Linked DNA regions of Rattus norvegicus: region 2 is linked to region 1. A link is a contact called in public Hi-C data. All regions are on one chromosome and are shown on one strand. The core of a region is the stretch at or near the end of the contact, and the rest is flanking DNA. Distances in the headings are between cores, read along the strand shown.

What was found. A called contact is a pair of places that touch in the nucleus more often than the background predicts.
Region 2: a contact with region 1 is called in a Hi-C map of frontal cortex, with 2.1 times the contacts expected there. The contact joins the enhancer-like site here to the promoter of Mest in region 1. A contact is called at or near these places in 2 of 12 Hi-C or Micro-C datasets (frontal cortex and kidney).

Annotation. Positions count from the first base shown.
Region 1 is chr4:60,319,871-60,323,398 of GRCr8, reverse strand. Mest (mesoderm specific transcript) reads right to left here and starts at 1,585. Exons shown (of 12, transcript NM_001009617.2): 1 at 1,305-1,585. The coding sequence starts at 1,330.
Region 2 is chr4:60,544,998-60,548,525 of GRCr8, reverse strand. No RefSeq gene overlaps it. Among named protein-coding and RNA genes, the nearest start is that of Klf14, 22 kb to the right of the region's middle. Within about 2 kb of position 1,880, at least 7 of the 93 cell types and tissues checked have an H3K27ac peak or open chromatin away from gene starts, as enhancers often do.

The DNA.
Region 1 (3,528 bases), core at 336-2,835:
TTCCTACCTCCAAAGTCCTGTCTAATAAAGTCACAATGATTCTGTTCTACCTTGCGAGGCTATACTAGAATGACTGGAACAGTGCCAAAACGGGATGGTTTTATCTCAGTCTGATATCTGCTAACGGGTTTTACGGCTGAACCTCCTTGAAAAGCAAATAAAAGCGTTAGGTTGGGGGGGGGGTGTCTTTTGTTGTTACTGTTCATTTCCTCAGAACCCGTTTGGTTCTGTTACCTGTTCATACATTTTCACGTAGCCTCTTTGGCATCCTTGCTAGACTCACTGAATCCGCAGTGACTCAGCAGAACGCCAGGGAGGGGCGCCTACCGCAGAGCGAACAGGGGCTTCCCGTGCGCAGGGAAACAGAGGTGCCACACCCACGCTCTCCAGACCATACCTTAGTGCACCTCCTCCATTCAGGAAGGGGGGGCAACCCCCCCAGCCATTCTCAGCTTTAGTTACCTTGGTAAAAAATACCCCCAACATTTTGAGTTTTTTTTTAGTAGTCAAGCAAACTAGCAATCGGACGAAAAGGTTTAAACAAGTATTTTTAGTCCAATTCCCATTATTTAATGGTACCATGATTTAGAGCAAAATTTCAACGTACTCCCATAACAAACTTTACGTGCCTTGATTTCTGATTGCTTTAAATGATGTAAAAAAAATGTTTATCTAATACCGCCAAACCAGCCCACCTGATTCATTCTTAGTGAGAACTCTGCTGTGCACACACAAACCGAAGCAAACAATTCTCTTAATATTTTAAGAGCCTGGACGCGTGCCGGTGTCCCCCGGGGTTTCCATTTCTGGCTCCCAAACAACACCTAAAGCCGTGGCCACACAGCGCGGCAAGATCCAGTCACACCTATGCAGTAACCACACCACTGTGAGGCCAGAACCAGGAAATCTTAAGTCGCTCTGCGGCAATCTCGGCTGCTGGATTCCTAAATCACATGCCATGGTCTAGAAATCCTAAATCACGCCACAACAATGACCAGCTCTGAAAATCCTACAAGACACCCAGGCGTTACCAAGGTTCGCGATTCCTAAGTTGCTTCATTACCACCTTGTAAATCATACCACAGCAAAGACCCAGACAAAAAAGACTAATTCTCACCATGGTAATGCAACGATTCTAAAATTCTTAAGTCTCACATGACTAAAGCCTGGTTCTAAAAATCATCAGTGAAGGCGATTCCAAGTTAGGGCTGTGCAGCCACCTTTGGGTGAGAATTTTTGCCACCCGCATCTCCGGGGTGCGGGCTGGCCACACCCCCTCTCTGGGCACGACTGGCAGCACCCACCTGCGCAAGCGATCTCGGCGCACCATGGCCGCATTATCCCATGCCGCCCGCCGCAGGATTGCGGATCACAGGGCGCGCCGAGGCGCCTACAGCGGTACAGGATCGGGGATGGCCTCGGCGCAGCCCACGGTCCGCAGGGCGGCCCGCGGCAGCGACAAAAGAGGCAGCAAGCGGCAACTCGGGCGAGCCTGCAGCACTACGCCGGGTGGCGAGGTGCGGCTGCCGCAGAGGAAGGCTGCTGCGCCTGTGAGGATGCACCGGGATGTGCTGGTGGCCGAGGCAGAGAGGAGCGAGCGGGCACCGACTTTTAAGGCCCACAGAGCCCCGCCTCTGGCCCGCCCACCGTGCTGCAGCGCCCCTCCTTCTCGCTCCCGCCGCAGAGCCCCTCCCCACAGCTGCAGAGAAGGGGGGCCTCTCCCGTGGGCGCCCCCAGGGGTATCGACCCCGCTACCCCCTCTTTCCTTACAGATCTCTAAACCTGAACCCCAGATTCTGCTAAAGAAAGCTTTCCCATGTGTTAATGCTTCGGGCAAGGATGAGAATGTGTGAGATATCCCTCCCCAACCCATCCCTTGGACCACGCACAGGTCTCCTGCCCCCCGGAAGGCATAAATCACCCCAGGGCTAGGGTGCTTATTGCGGCTCCCACTTCTTTTCTACCTCCTACAGGGGTTCTGAGCCCGAAAATGTGGGTCACCAATGCGCGCGCGGCAACCCCAAGCCCTTAACCCCTGATAACAAAGAAGGAAAGGCACACTAAATGTTTAGGGAATGGACAGATTCTGTGGTATCTGTGGCCAAGTGGACACATTCATGGATGGGCTGTGATCGCATAGAATGAGCCAATGTCCCCACCACGGTAGCACCGGTACACTTCCTTTGCGGCAGCACAACGTGGTCCGCATACCAGAAGCTGCTGCAGCGCCCATCTGGAGCAGCATTGGGGACCGTTCATCGGGGGGGGGGGGGGGGGGGCACAAGCTTCTCTATTTATGTGCCACACAATCACAGTGCAAACACTCTAGAGGTGCGGACAAAACTGGAGATTTTTTAAAACTCCAAACCCCTTAAAAGTCATTTTTCAAGCCTTTGCAAAGTGCGGAGCATCGTGATGCCTATGTGAGGTTTGGAGCTGTACCCTGAAATTCTAGCAGCTTAAGCGAGAGCTAGCTAAGGACGCTGCGAACGCAGGCCGGCCCAATGGGGGCGCTGCAGGCCTCTCTTCGGCACCCGATTTGCCGCAGCTTTGGCTTTGCAACATCCAAGCCCAGCTATGCAGTCGAGCAAGATTCGGCCAGAGGACCGCAGTGGGTCAGCGGAATCCACAGGGATCTAAGCTGTGGGCATCTACCCACGTTCCCGGAGTTCGGGACCACCCAGCTGACACTGAAAATGCCAGCACCTAAGAAAGGGTCATCAGAACGCATAACACGGTCCAGGGTACACTTCTTCGTGGATGGCAGGAAAACAAATGATTGTGCAGAGCCTCCGCAGGGCGATACACAGGACTATGAAGTGAATGAGTGATCGGAGGGTGGCACTTTTTACATTTTCTTTTTGATTTCAGAATATTTTCTAACATGTCGGGCCTTTCTTTCCCAGCCTTAGACCCTCAAAGCCTTGTCTCATTCACCTTTTGTATCCCAGATCCCGCCATGGGGTGGGCAACAAAGCAGGCCCCTAACAAATACCGCATGAATAAGTTCAAGAATTTGAGGGTGCACAGGGGAGGAAGTAATTAAGGGGAGGGAAGAAGGGGTTGTCTTGAGTGATGAATAGACATTTACCAGAGACAAAGAACATTCCAGCCTGAGGGGACGGCTTTCGCAAAGCACCGGGGGCTCTGCACCGTAACCTTTGGTTTTTTTATTTATTAAAAAAAAAAAAAAGTGTTTCCTTTGGGCGCCAGCACAGACTGGGGGCCTGGGGGCCTGGGGGCGGAGGGGAGGGGTGGAAGGCAGACCAGAAAGAGTAGTTTATCAGAAGGAATGTGGAATTCGTTCTAAATGAGAAGCTGCGGATGTTTAAATCCTGTAAGACCACAATTAAAATTAGCCCCTTTACAAGTAGAGGATTACCTACCTATATTAACTAACCACTGAACCTTTTGAAAACTGAATTACTTAGCAAAATTTGAACTGGTATTTTCTACAGAGTAAAGCCATTCCGATTTTAACAACTGCCCGTGCTGAAAGTCTATGCATTATATATTTTCATATTCGCT
Region 2 (3,528 bases), core at 631-3,130, 220 kb before region 1:
GAAACAAATGCACACCTTTGTGCATTAACTTTAAAAAAATAAAAATATCAAAATAAATAAATAAATAAAAATATCCAAGTAAAAGAAATAAATCTTCAAATTGTGGTGTAGATGCCTCTGATAAAAATGGTAACACTGACCTTGGCAACACAGACTTAAATGATCTACCAAAATCTAGTTGAGGAGACCCAAATTAATGTTATAACGATATAAACTCTCCCCCAAATAAATCTCTTTCTCACAGACTGAATACTAGTGGGGTTTTTTAGCCATGTACCAGTTACTACTTTTAAAAGGGGTAATCATGTCGTGTCTGTGTATTTAGTAACAGGAAACATTTCAAAATATATTAAGTGATTTAATGAGATTCTGAAACATGAGCAATGTTTGGTTAAAAGTTAAATTATGCACCTCCAACTGATTGTCTCTGGGTGAAGGAACGGGGGAATAATTTTTAAAAATCTCAGTTGCATTTCCTAAAATTTCTACAATAAACATATAATTACATTAAGTAAAGAAAAAGCCAATGAGCATTTTCTTTTTTAAAAAAATTGAAATATTCTTTTGCTCCGTCCCTCCAGATCTGGCTAGAGCTCTCTTGTTCTGACTACTATGACAATGAGGAGAGGGGACTCCACAGTTACCATTGTCTAGTCCAACCGTGTGAGCTCTTCATAAAAGCTATTGGATAGGGGTTGGGGATTTAGCTCAGCGGTAGAGTGCTTGCCTAGGGAGCGCAAGGCCCTGGGTTCTGTCCCCAGCTCCGAAAAAAAGAAAAAAAAAGAAAGAAAGAAAAAAAAAAAAGCTATTGGATGTCAGGGCATCCTTAACACAAACCCTCATACACAGTCTGCTCTCAGCAAGATGGAGCTGACACTGAGGGACTGGCTCGACTGAGACCCATCCCACAGGAGAAAGCCAACCTCTGACAATATTAGTGATACACTGCTCTGCTGTCCTGAGAGGCTCCATCCAGCAGTGAATGGAAACAGATGCGGAGACCCACAGCCAAACATCAGGCGGAGCTTAGGGAGTCTGTGGAAGAGTTGAAGGAAGGATTGAGGGAGCTGAAGGAGTCGAGGACACCACAGGAAGGCCTACAGATTCAACTAACCTCGGCCCGTGGGCACCTACAGAAACTGAACCACCAACCAAAGAGCACGCAAGGGCTAGACTTAGGGTCCCTGTTTGCAGCAGATGCCGCTTGCTCTTCATGTGGCTCCCCTAACAATTCGGAGTGAGGCTGGATGTCTCTGATTTTTTTTTGTTGCCATTAAATCACCTTCCCCTAGCCGGACTGCCTTGCTGGGTCTCAGTGGGAGAGGATGTACCTAATTCTGCTGTGACTTGATGTCCCAGGGTGGGTGGTACCTAAGGGGGGACTTCCTCTTCTCCTTAGAGAAGCAGAGAGGGCTGTGGGACGAGGGGCTTGTGAGGGTGTGTCTTGGAGGAGAGGAGGAAGGGGAGCTGCGATCGGGATTTAAAATAAATAAGTAAATTAATTAAGGGGGGGGGGGGTGATGTGTTGACCAAACTGAGAAAATTAAGAAAACGTACCTGCAACTCCTACTCCTTATTCCACCACTAGAGGGCACCATACCTCCACTAAGACAGAGCCAGGAGCTTGACTCAAAAAAAAAAAAAAAAAAAAAAAAGCTGGCTTTTTTTTTTTTTTTTTTTTTTTTCCTCCTCCAACAGAGAAAGCGAGAAAGCTTCCACAAAGATTATCAAGTCGTCCCGAAGGGGAAATGAATGTAAACCCTTCCCAAGAATGAAATGTCGATCCCAGGATGAGATAGCTTCCCTTTATCTTGGGTCTGTACGCTCTGTACTCTGTACCCGAGCCATCCTTTTCCGCCCGTACCTTAAAAAGCAGTTTTACAGAGTCTCAAATTAGATCTTGTGTTTTGCTACCCAGAGACAGCAAATTTGTGTCTGAAGCTCATTTCTCTTCCATTCACCAGTCAGCTTGAATCACTAGAAGTGTAAAAACACTAGCTGCGTTTAATTGAAAGGTTAGTGTTCCCCTTTAAATCATGTGTCTCTCCCAAGAAAACCCAAGAAGGCAGCGTTCCAGATTTACAAAACACAAAAAACGATGTGATGGCTATAAAAACCTTTTCTCGTGATTTTATTAATGGTTTCAACACAAGTCAAAATGAATGTTCTCCTGAACATGGTCCTGTTCTAAGGGTTTAAGGGGCAGCCTGCTTCACAGGGCTGTATGTGATTTGAAGACTGATCAGCCCTTGTTGATGACAGTAGACAGGCAGACAAGTCCACTCACAGGGGCAGCAATTGCTCCAGAAAAAAAAAAAAAAGATGAAACCAGACTATGTTTTATATCTAAAACAGGAGTCTACTAGATGTGAATCTTCTGTTATAAAAGCCAGGACCCGTGGAGCCTAGAAACCACCAGTAAGTCTCCATCACTAACCCGCCCCACCCCAGTAGCTACCCAAGTCCAAATCCCCACTCCCCGACTTACTGATCCCTCTGACCTCGATCAATACTCAACTCCTCTGCTTCCTGTGCCCTATCTGAAACATGAGCACGACAATGGGACTTCTTGCCTAGGAATCTCGAGGGTAAAACAAGACCAGATACAAAGAGCATTAACTGAAGGCTACACTGTAAACACTCAAAAAATAGTCACTGTTACTCATAATCTTACTGTGTGGATGACGTAGAAAGGAAGTGTCTAAGGCATCATGCTGGCACAGAGTGGGCACTAGGTGTGGGCTGTTATTGTCTTGTGAGAGAAAGGCGCAGGATACTCCTGAGGTTCTTGATCCCTTTGAAAGGTGCGTCATCCTCACTCAAATGAGACATGAGACATCCCACTCTTGAGAACGCTGCAGGTTCCTGGACTCTCGATTCCATTATCGGCCAAGGCTCCTTCTGCTAGTAACATTCTACAGAAATACCTTGCCAAGAAGAATGTAAGAAGGAGCTGATTTGAGTATATAACCTGCAGTTTAGCATACAAAATAAGATCACGTCTCCACTTATGTTCAATTTGGGGAGACTTTAAACCTCTCCCTGACCAAATCCGGTTCTTTTTCTTAGCCACAAATTGGAACTTCCCAGCATGCTTTCCCTGTGATTTTCTTTGTCTTACTTTTTATTAGCTATGTTAGTTCATGTAAGGAGTTTAATGCTGGAGCTCCATACAGAGAGCTAATGGATTCTGATTAAGCCTCCTTCACCCGTGTCTCTTCCCTCACCCCCTCACTTCTGCTAAGCCCAGTCTTCCCACCTTCTGCTCCTTTCACATATTTTTTGATGGTTTATTTATGTTTACTTAATTGGACCATGTGGGAGGGGTTATCCTCAGGGGCATGACACCTCATCAGTGGCTATACCAAGGAAGGAAATGTCTCTCCTTTGTCAATCATTTACTGTGGATAAATCTCAGGGAAGGGTGGGGCCCATAAGTCCCTCCTCCTTCTATTGATTACACAGCATTGGTGGGGACTCCAGTCTTGTACTGGTAATCACAGCTGCTCCCAGTTCAAGAAGGCAACA